Regions from separate parts of the Canis lupus genome. Here region 1 is linked to region 2. The links are chromatin contacts, called in public Hi-C maps. All regions are on one chromosome and are shown on one strand. The core of a region is the stretch at or near the end of the contact, and the rest is flanking DNA. Distances in the headings are between cores, read along the strand shown.

Region 1 (5,747 bases), core at 1,743-4,242, 42 kb after region 2:
CGCACAGAATTGAATTATTTATGACTTTTTGTTCATGGCATATTCTCACCACTTATTTAATTGGCTCCCACCACAAAACAAAACAATTAGGACTTTGACGATCTCCTACATCTCATTATCTAGCTTCCCTAACCCCTTCTCCTGCTGCCATACCACCCAGGATAGCTATTTCCTCTTGTGCTCAGCGTGCCCTTGCTTCCTTTTTGTATAGTTTTGTTGCATCTGTGTATTCCTCCAAAGTATGTATTTTCATTTTAGTTGTCTTTTTAACTTTATAAAAAGGGCATCTTGCTGTGTACAATTTTCTTGAAATTTGTTTTGTTTTTTTGTTTTTTTTTTTAATTTATTTATGATAGTCACAGAGAGAGAGAGAGAGAGAGGCAGAGACATAGGCAGAGGGAGAAGCAGGCTTCATGCACCAGGAGCCCGACGTGGGATTCAATCCCGGGTCTCCAGGATCGCGCCCTGGGCCAAAGGCAGCCGCCAAACCGCTGCGCCACCCAGGGATCCCAGAGATTTGTTTTGTTTTTAAAGATTTTATTTATTCATGAGAGACACACAGAGAGGCAGAGACATAGGCAGAGGGAGAAGCAGGCTCTCTGCTGGGGGCCCAATGCAGGACTTGATCCCAGGACCCCAGGATCACACCCTGAGCCGAAGGCAGACACTCAACCACTGAGCCACCCAGGTGCCCCTCTTGAGATTTCTTTGTACTTAATATTATACTGCTAGATTTATCCATATTGTCACGTGTCGGTAAAGGGCATTCTGGCTGCGTGTAATATTCCAATGTGGGAATATAGCACAGTGTATTCATCCAGTCTGTCATGGACGGGCATTTGGGTGTTTCCAGGTGTTTGCTTTTGTGAATGGTGCTGCTCTGAGCACCTTGCCTGACTCCCACAGGCGCAGGAGTGCTCAGGGTAATGGGCCATGTGACTACTCAACATCCAGGAGGCATTATCAAGCTAGGATCAAATCTCTCTCTTTCTCTGTTTTTTTTTTTTTTTCTTTCTTTTTTTTTAAATTATTTGTGCTTCCTTTTATGTAAAGTGCCTGTTTGTGCCTCTTCTATTGCATTATCATACTTTTTGTACTTAATGATAATTCTGCCCTAATTTTTCCATGCTCGATACCGTTGGTGGCTTAGGGAGGCGGCTGGTTAGTATTATTGCTGTTTTGTAGGTAAGGAAGCAGAGGCTTAGAGAAGTAAACAGTCTTGTTCAAAGTCATGGAGTCAGTAACAGCCCTTCTGCACTGAGCTAATTAGCTTACCTTCAGCTAAGAAGGCTCCTCTGCCCCTCAAGCTGAGGCAAAGCCCCCCTGGTCCCCAGCATCTCTCAGCCCTGACCATTACATGAGCTTATAGTCTCCCTAGTAAGGCCTTCCTTGCCCCCAGCCCTCTTTTCTTTTTAAAAGATTTATTTATTTATTTTGGAGAATAGGGGGTAGACAGAGGGTGAGGGAGAGAATCTCCAGGAGACTCCCCACTGAACATGGAGCCTGAAGCAGGACTCAATCCGATGACCCTGAGATCATGACTCTAGCTGAAACCAAGAGTCATATGCTCAGCCCCAAGAGTCTGAGGCTCAATGGACTGAGCCACCCAGGTGCCCCATCCCCTACCCCTCTTTATGTTCTTCTGAGCTCTCCTCCCCAATGGGCATGATCCAGGGTGTTTGTTTATTTCATTATTGCCATTCTCCTCCATCAGACTAGGAGCTCCCTGAGGACAGGAACCCACTTCTCAGCACAATGCCTGGCATGTAATAGGTGCTCAATTAATGTTATTTACTGGATGAACTGTTTCCTTGTCTGTACCCCTACCCTCACCGCAGATTCTTTCTGAGAATAGGGTCTGGGTCTGAGCTGCTTCTGTGTTCCCATCGCCATCTTGGAGGAGCCTAGAGGATGTGTGTTGAACAAATGAATGAGGGAGGGAGGAGAAGGCTGTATCTCTTGTTAGGACAGATCCAGTGCTCCTGGGCTTTTCCAAATTGGAAAGGTCAAACCCTGGTTCCTGACTCTCTGGCTACTCCATCTTTGGCCCTGCCCCTGTCCTCAACCTACAACAGCCAACAATCACAGGTCTCCTGTCATAGAAACACCTTCCCTGTGCCTAGCCTCCCTGGGAATGTTCTTCTCTCTTCTACCCATCACCTCCACTTCCTCCCCTCCTGCTACGCCCTCACTCACCCACCTCCACTGCCACCATCATTCAGAAACTTCCAGGCTTTGACCTTCCACCTCTCCGGCTCCTCCTCCTGCCCAGCCCCTTAATGGAGTTCCCAGGTTCTCTCCAGCCCTTCCTTCTTTCTCTCTCTGGAAACCCATCCACCCGCTCAGCCTCCAGCAAAAGCAGCATGACCACTCCCCAAGCTTTTCAACTTTTCTAAGCCTTTCCAGGTATTTCCAGCTCACACCAGGCTAGACCCTGGGCCCCACTCCAGTCCAGGACAGTGCCTGGCCTCCGCCTATGTCCATCATCTCAGGATAGTACCCAAGTAAAGGGATTCCTTTGGCTGTGGGTAACAAAGGCCTGAAAAACTAGTGGCTTAAAAAAGATAGACATTTATTTCTCTCTTGTGCAGAAGTCCAGATTTAGGTGGTCCCAGACCAGAACAGTCAGAAACCTGAGCTGCTTCTCATGGTCCAAGATGGTGCTTCAGCTGTGATGTCCCCATTGTAAGCAGTAAGAAGGATGGGGAGGCAAAGGACAGACACTACCTATCTTTTAAAGACACTCACCCCCTCCCCGTGTTAAACTGCCTTAGGGTTTGCTTATCTCCCATTGCCCAGGATTAAATTACCTGGTCATACTTAGCTGCCAGTAAGCCTGGGAAATGAAGTTTTCATCCTAGGAGACCTTGTGCCCAATTAAAAAAGAGTTGATATTGCAGTTGGCATTTAGCTCTCTCTGTCAGAACTTCCTAGGGGGTCTCCAGTTACTGGGACTGGCTGAGGCAGGTGGGCACTTGGAAGGCAAGTGAATAAAGGAAAGGGAAGAGAAGGGAGGGCAGGTGGAGGGGGATGTCTAGTATTTGTTAGAGAAAGGCTGTGTGACCTTGACATGTCAATTCCCACATCCAGGCCTCAGTTTCCCCATCTGTAATTGGGGGTGTTGTAAGGACTCAGTGAGAAATGGTGCCTAGAACCTGCAGAGCCCAGCAAATGGCCACTGCTGTCATTGTTGTGGCTCCCCAGTGCTTCCCTGGGCTGGCACCAAGCCTTTGACTCTCTAGCCCTGCCAGCTCTCCAGCCTGATCTCAGGCCACAATTCTTATCAGTCCTCCAACACCCTCCCTCGGGCTGTGCTGTTCCCTGCACCAGAACGACCTGGCCCTCTCTTCTTCCATCTGATTACATCCATCCTTCAAGCCCCAGCTGCACTGCTCCCTCCCCAAGAAGTCTTCCCCAAGCCATAGTGAATCACCTTGGAATCACACGCTACCCCCATGCCTCAGTCTATGTCCCCTCTGCACCCCAGTAAGTAGACATCCCCAGTGTGATCCCCCATCACTGAGTTCGCTCTGAGTTAAAGTGAGGAGAGTGAGGGGTGGGGACAAAAGGAGGGAAAAGGAAGGGAACATTCAGAGTCCCTCATACTGGCATGTAATAGATGATTTTTCCTCCTTATAGGAACAGATGGGGCTCATGGATTATGGCCCTTGTTCTGTAAAAAGTGTGCTTGAGGTTTTTTTTGTTTTGTTTTGTTTTGTTTTGTTTTTCTTAAAAGATCAGCTGCCTACCAGGTGAAGGAAAAGGAGAAACCCCCTGCTCAAAGCCCCTTGTTTAGAAACCTCCTAGGCCAATTGCTAAAGAGAAATGCTGGAGGAACTTGTGTGCACAAAAGGCAAGATCATTGTAATAGTAACATGCCTTGCATGCTTACTATGTTATGTTCCAGGCATTATTCTAAGTGTTTTGCACGCATTAATCCTCACAACCACTTTACAAGATAGATATCGTTACTATTACCATTTTACAGCTGGGGAAGTTAAGGTACAAAGAGGCTAAATAATGTGCCCAGAGTAACACAGCTACAAAGGGGGTAGAGCCAAGATAAACACCAAGATGACCTGACTGGAGTCTCTACCCTTTATCCTATTACGCCTCACAAAGAGAAGCTGGGAATGAAATTTACCTGTGGCCCACAGTTTTCACTCTTGGAAAAGTAACCAAAGGGTCACAGTTCTTGGCAGTCTGCTAGGACTCTGCAGGGCTCAGCAGGCACTGTGGGCAGAAACCCTCTGCCTTCTGCTCTCCTACTCCCCAGCACCTCCGGGACAGGCAACTGATGACGAGTCTGGTCTCAGACTCGGAACAAGACACAAGGTAGCTGGTATTTGTACTACTTGGCAAGGCATTGCATCCCATAGGGAATAGACGTCTTCTGACATTTCCGCACATCTTTTCACTGCGACTTAAAGAATCAAAGCTCCTTCTGTCCAAATTATCAGCCTCTTCTGGAGAACACTTTTGATGGATTCCCAAGATGGGTTGGGTCTGGTTTTCCCACTTCCTCAGCCAGCTGTAAGCATGCCTCCAACATGACTATGGAGTTTAACTCCAGCAGAGTCTGTCTCTCAATGGCTTCATGGCCCAATAGCCTGGGGGATTAGAGAGAGCTAAAAGAAAAATACTAAGTTATGCAGTCCTTGCCCTTCCTGCTCTGTCCCTCTGCCCTGCCCTCTCTCCCCTCTACCTTCTAGGTCGGTTCCCATACAGGGTCAGCGTGGTAAGAGGGGAGGGAACGAGGACCAGAGAAGAAGTGAGGGGGAATGGGGTGGGGTGGGGTGATAGAGATATGAAGGAAAGGAGCCAAGAGGACAAGGAGCTGTATGGGTGGGGCTGGAAGGAGGGGTGGGCGGGAAGAGCAGATAGAGAGGCCTTGTGTAGTAGAATCTCCTTCGTTGCCTCCTCAGAGATCTTCAGTGAAGATGTCTTTCCAGAGCTTTTGAAGGCTCAGCTCTGTGTTTGCCTCCATGAGATGGCCTCCAGCAGCTTCTAGGCACCTACGGGCCAGAATGATGGAGCTGAGAGGGCAGGAGCAGAACCCATGAAACAGTCTGTCTTGAGACTGATTGGCAGGCTCCCGGCCACAGAACCTCTGCACCTCCATGTTGCAGCCTTCTGGTGGCCCTAAGTCTCTTCAAGCTTTTGACTTCTTCTAGTATGAAGCAGTGTTGAAGGGCTATTTCCCCTCACTTGGGGGGCCTAGTGGAGGGTCCTCAGGCACCCAGGATACCCTGAGGCTGAAAGAGGCATATTTGAAGAGGTGGGTGGAGGAGAAGTGGGATCTGGAGCTCTTACTGGCATTTAGTGCTCTAGTTATCCCCCCCACTCCCCCACCCCCACCCCACTCCTGGCTTAATTGAAACTCACTATTGATTTATAGCCAGATTCAGTACATCTCTACCTCTGGGTTTTGTATACATACAGGGCTTTCCACCAGGAGCAGCCTTCCCTCTGCCTTTTTTTTTTTTTAATTTTTTTATTATTTATTTATGATAGTTACACAGAGAGAGAGAGAGAGGGGCAGAGACATAGGCAGAGGGAGAAGCAGGCTCCATGTACCGGGAGCCCGACGTGGGATTCGATCCCGGGTCTCTAGGATTGCGCCCTGGGCCAAAGGCAGGCGCCAAACCGCTATGCCACCCAGGGATCCCCCTCTGCCTTTTGGATTCCTTCCCAGCTCAACCTCCACTTCTTTGAAGAAGCTCTTCCTAATTCCTCCCTCTGCTGGG
Region 2 (5,767 bases), core at 3,161-5,660:
TCAATGTTTTGAGAGTGACCACATACTCAACTATGTCCACCACAGGACTATGAGGTCCTGTGGCAGTGGCTCGTCTCTCTTCTCATTCTTGTGCTTCCTATACCTGGCACAGGGCCTGGCACACAGCAGGGGCTCAACATTTTATTTCATTCAACAAATATTTTCCCAGTCAATGAGTAAGATGGAAGAAGGGGGAAAGCGGGTGGGGGCAAAGATCTAAGCTCAGGCACAAGGCTGCTAGGGGAGGTGGCAGGACAGTAAAGGGAGGGAGTGCCTGCCCTGGGGTAGCCTATCTGGCCTTAAGTCCCCTCTATGTTCTCTCCTGCCCTGGAGGGGGCTTCCTCCTCTGGGGTAGTCATATGATGGGGCACTCTCCATGGGAGGTGATGTATTCCATCTCTCCTCTCTAGTCTCAATCCACAAAATGGGTTTGTTCCCATATGTCTGACAGCCTCCTAGACTCAGAATGGCTGCCCTCAGGGGTGTGGTCCAGCCTCGAGCCTCACCTGCATCAAGGTGCGCAGCGACTCCACATACGACTGCTCTGTGTCCAGCAGGGTCATGGTCACGTGCTTCCGCATGTCCTTGGGGGACAGAAGGCAGAGGGTGAGCAGTGCCTTGTTCCCTTCAGACCCCGCCACCTACAGTCATATGGACCCAGAGAGCCCATCCACACCCAATCCCTGGCCTTTGAGGCCTGTACTCCCACCCTCCAGGGCTGCTGGCTGTTACCTCAAAGCACCACGGACCTCCACTCTGCCAGATGCTTACTCACATGCTCCCTGTGCAGGGAGCACCCTCCCCCTACATCTGAAATGCCCTCCATTCCAGAGTGTGCTCCTTACTCCTCCACCACCGCCCCAAGGCTGCTGGCAGACCTGAGGATCTCCTGTTTACTCCGTGGTTACCCACTGGGCTCCTGAAAAGGACTCAATCAATAACCTCTCACATTTGCAAAGGAAGATGCCTCCAGCCCCACCCCCCACCCCCCCAGCTGCCAACTGTGAAAACCCCTCCTTCAGGCTCAGAGCTACAGGGTCAGACCCTACCAGACTGGGCTGCACACCACCCCTGAGAGTGGAAACTGTGACCTCCCACCACAGATGACAAAAGGGTGGCTCAGAAAGGTGAAGTTAGTGCCAAAGGTCACACGGCAGGTGGGGGCAGGGTTCACCCACTCTCAGACAAGGCTGGATCCCAGTTCTCCCAGTAAAGAAGGTTAATTGAGCCCTACTCCACACCAAGCACTGTTCTAAGCATATATTAGTTCATCCTTCTGACCATGCTGTGAGGTAGACATTCTTCTTCTTCCCATTTTAAGGATGGGAAAAGGACACCCAGGAACTAATGCCTCCATTCTATGAATCTGACGGTCTGTAGTATAGAGTCCCTGAGGGGTCGGTCACCCAGACTCTGCACCCACACCTCCAGGGATAGGGTGTGCACCCCTTACAGGGCAGCCCCATTCCGTGGGAAGGCTTTGCTAGAAGCCAGTCACAGGATGCCTTCTCTGTGTTTGACTCCCTGAGACTCAGTTTACCTACTGCCCCTTGCCACTAGTTCCTATGCCTCTGGCCCACTCCTCCAAGAAGCCTTCGCCAGATGGCACCAGCTGCAACAAGCTCCCTTCCGGGTGAGGGATTCCACTCTGGGTATCCTCTAAGTCCTTGTAGAGGTCCTGAACAAGGCCTCCTCAGAGCCCAGATCTCTGGGGTTTATTCTCCCCTCTCCACTCTTCTTCCCAGGCCTCAGCTTGGCCAGGGCACTTGTCTGGACCTTGTCTCAGGCTCCAGCCATCAAGGCCTGCTGATTGAGTGTCTGTTCTTTGCATGTGGCAATGGAAGTGTGGGTGTCCATGTCTGCGGCATCCCGCCTGTCCCTATCCCTGGAGGCCTTCAGGGGAGGGACTCAACCAGTGGAGCTGAGCTGCCTTGGTCACCTCGGTGCCCAGGGTCAATGTCTGCTGAGTAGATAGGAGTCCAAGGCCTGTTCAGCTTGCCTGATCCAACTCCTGCTCACCCCTCTGCTCGCAGTATGCTCACCTCCCTGTGATCCCTTTCCTCTGAATTCAGGGACTTGGGGCTAGGTCTGTCCCCAAACCTGTCAACAGTGAGACACACTCATGAAAGTAAGCTCCTGTGCTAGGAACTCAGGGGTGGAGGGGGTGAGAATGACTTTCCCTTGAGGGAGGGGAGGAGACTAGCTTTGCCCCACCCCCACCAGCTGTGTTTCCTGATAAGTGAGAAGACACTGGGCTCTGCCTCAGAGCCCCAGCTACAGTCAGATCATCTATCCTCAGTGATTCAAAGGCCTTTAAAACAGCAGGGCAGCTTCCATTAGGAGGGAACACCAGTTGGGCCGACCCTAGGATGGAGAGTTTGGGAGAGTACCAAGGGCCAGAAGGGCCTCCCAAGGAAAGGCCCACATGCCCAATCCTCCCCTTGTCCTCCAGGGTCCTCTAAGCACAGATATGGCCTCATTTCTGCCTCACAATCACAGCTCTATGATGATGGTATCATCATCTCCATTTTACAGATGAAGTAGTCAAGTCCAAGAGGTGACTTGACTTGCCCAAGGTCACACAGCCAGAAACCGGCAGAGTGAGGACCAAGTATCTTTATTTTTTTTTAAAGATTTATTTGAGAGAGAGAAAGAGAGAGGGTGAGCAAGGATGGGAGCAGGGGGAGTGGCAGAGTGAGAGGGCGAGAGAGAATCTCAAGTAGACTTCCCACTGAGCACAGTCTGATGTGGGGATCAAGCTCACAACCCTGAGATCATGACCAGAGCTGAAACCAAGAGTCGGACGCAACAGATTGTGCCACCCAAGTGCCCCAACCCCAGTCTCTTTAGCCACCTCATGCTGAGTCTTAGGACACAAGCATCCAGAGTTCTTGCCCAGACTGACCGTCCAGCCATGGGCCACACGGTCCCCGGCTATGCCCCTTCCTAGGCGTGTGAGCTGGGGTAGTCACCTAACTGCTCTAGGGTTCTACATTCTCCTCTATGAAATGGAATGAATTATGCAGCCCTCCCAGTACTGTGAAAGCAGGGAGCTGGGAAGCAGGGCAACTCTCTACTCACGCTGGATCTTCAATGTCCATTCTTACTCTAACTCAGCAAAACAGTCCATCTATATCCATCTCCCTGCTTGGACAGGGAGCTCCCTGAGAGTAGAACCAGGCCTGGGCTCAGCCCTGGGCAGCACAAACCCCTCCCCACTCCACTGCCTGGACCTGGCCCTGCCAGGCCCAGTGGTGAGGGTCATGGGCAGGGAGGCCTTCTGAGGGAGGCAGGGCTGGGGCTGAGCCTGGCGGCCCAGCGGGCTGGGGTAACTCACACAGGGAGGCTGACGCTGCAACACCCGCCTTTCCCAGCCTCCTCTGGCTTGAAAGCACAGTGCGCTGTCACTCAGCTGTCAGGTAGAGGCATGGAAAATAAGGCCAGCTCCCTGTCACTGCATGGAGTGCCCTTCTGCACGTGCCCAGACACGGGTGTGAGTGCATGTGGGGGTGGGGGAGCGAGGGGGAGCAAAGGGAAGCAGGAGCCGGGCAATGCAGCTGTCAGGCAGATCAGCAGGCCCACCTGTTCTGGGCGGGACAGCCCTGTAGGCCTAGCCTCCCCCGGGAGCCTGTCACCTCTCAACAGCCCCATCCCCAGACCTCCACTACAGGGGGCACTGAAGTGGGAGAGGGAGGGGGCCTGAGGGCATACAGCAGGAAGACAGAGGGCGGCCTCTCCTACGAGTATGATTGGACATCATGACCCAAAGCTTAAGACCCTATGTACACAGCATGAAGACAGAGACACATGCACACAGAAGCTGTGGAGGCCAGACACCCCGCAAAGAGACCAAAATGAAATGCAGCCAAGTCACTTAGCTGAGAACCAGAGCCTTCAGCCCAGAGATGTAAGGTGCTGGGGAGAAGCACACATTCCACAGCACAGGAAAGACAGAACCAGAGCCCCAGGAGCCCAGGAGAGCAGGACAATCAGAGTCCAGGCCCAGAGAAACATACAAAGGCATGGATACAGCCCCTGGAAACCTCCCCCTCTTCTTCCCCCAGAAGGGAAGAGCACAGAGCCAGGAATGGGGACACCACCATTGCCACCACAGCACGACATCTCCAAGGCCCAGCGGGTCCAGTGGCGTGGAGAGAATGGCAAGGGGGGGGGGGGGGGGCGGCAGCAAATAAGCCAGTGTCACGGTCCCATCCCCCCAGCACATACATACACCTGGGGACTGCCGCAGGCCTGCCAGAGAAAGGCTGATAAAACCTCCCCTTCCTGAGCCGGCGAACCCAGGATTCCGCAGGAGACAGCCTCTGCCTGCACGCTGACCCATATCACGCACTACTACGTATCACCAGGCCTTGCCAAGGCTCGGTCTCAGGGTACCGGCCCCCCACCCCGGTTGAGGCTGCCAGCCCTTCTCCCTGCCCCCATCACCAGTCTCTGAGCCCCCAGGCTCAGATCCGGCTCAGTGTGCCGGCTCGAGTTGCTGGTCCTGCATCCCAGCATCTACCCACGCCTCCCCAGGCCCGCGGCCGCTGGGTTCTGGGTCTTGGCCCCGGCTCCCTGGCTGTCTCCCCACCCCCCCCACCCCCCGTACCTGGGCCTCCCCAGGTTCCTCTGCGTCAGCACCGCTGCTCCCGGCGGGCTCCCCGGAGGCGGTGGCCGGGCCCAGATCGCGCATGTCTTCCAGCGCGATGGTGAACTGGGCCAGGGTCTTCACCATCTGAAGCATGCGGCCGGGCCGCCGCCAGGGCGGGGGGCCGGGGCGGCGGGGCACGGCGGGCCCCCTCTCTCCCACCGTCGCTCCCTCCCTGGGGCTCAGCGGGGCCGCGGCGGCGGGCGCGGCGTCGGTTCCAGCGTCGGGCTGACCGCGACGGCCCGGGCGGCGGCGCTGTTGCCTCCTCCGCTCGGCGAGTGCGCGGGGCGAGCCAGGCGCGCAGGGCGCCGCCGGGCGGGGGAGGGGAGCAGAGACGAGTCCCCGCCCCGCCCCGCGCCCCGCCGCCGGGTGCCCCCTCCGCGCCGAGGGCGGCCAGACCTCGCCCCCGCCCCCGCCCCCGCCGCGCCCCCGCCGCCCCCCACGCAGCGGCCTCCCCTGCGGACTCATCCCCCTCTGAGGACAGAAGTCGGCGCACACCCGTGGACAAAGGCAAGTACGCCGGGAGGCAGGGCCTTTTGTCCACACCTGCGCCCACGCAGGCACACACGGGGGCACGCGCGGATCTACACAGGACAGGCCCAGATACAGGGAAACCTGCCCCCTGGCCTTGATTGGTATATATGTGTGCGTGAGGGCCAAGTGCACACACATGGATGTAGCCCATACACACCTGAACCCTGACACTCAGGACGCCGATCCAGTGCTTCAAAGTGGCACAGGCTCCCGTGTTCACACGACTATAACCAGGCACAAACAGGCACACATATTTAGGGACGAGAATACGAGCACATCCCTGGACACTGGCACTGTTCTCCCGACCCGGGACAGAGCATTAGGGCCTGAGAGAGGAGAGGGCCCTCCCTGAGTCATGCCTACTCCCAGCCCACCCAGTTGACCTGTGTCCTATACTTGAGGCAGTCCTAGTGGATTCCAGTCCTATCCCTCTCCACCCCACCCCCCACCATGGGGAGGGGCTCAGGCATTTGCAACCCCACCACCATCACCAGATGATACTCCAGAATGTTTCCAAGCATGATCCCCAGGAGATGGTCCTCAAATCGCAGGTGATGCCAGAACTCACAGGGTAAGCTTTGTTTT

The links. A called contact is a pair of places that touch in the nucleus more often than the background predicts.
Region 1: a Hi-C map of skin fibroblasts shows a contact between it and region 2, with 2.9 times the contacts expected there. The contact joins two enhancer-like sites. A contact is called at or near these places in 5 of 9 Hi-C or Micro-C datasets (amygdala, blood, liver and 1 more).

Annotation. Positions count from the first base shown.
Region 1 is chr21:25,039,584-25,045,330 of UU_Cfam_GSD_1.0, forward strand. LOC119864981 (a long non-coding RNA gene) reads left to right here. Exons shown (of 3, transcript XR_005375674.1): 3 at 1-312. Among named protein-coding and RNA genes, the nearest start is that of ARHGEF17, 6.3 kb to the left of the region's middle. Within about 2 kb of position 2,993, at least 2 of the 20 cell types and tissues checked have an H3K27ac peak or open chromatin away from gene starts, as enhancers often do.
Region 2 is chr21:24,996,396-25,002,162 of UU_Cfam_GSD_1.0, forward strand. It overlaps ARHGEF17 (rho guanine nucleotide exchange factor 17), which reads right to left. Exons shown (of 21, transcript XM_038568710.1): 2 at 507-584. Among named protein-coding and RNA genes, the nearest start is that of RELT, 28 kb to the left of the region's middle. Within about 2 kb of position 4,411, at least 3 of the 20 cell types and tissues checked have an H3K27ac peak or open chromatin away from gene starts, as enhancers often do.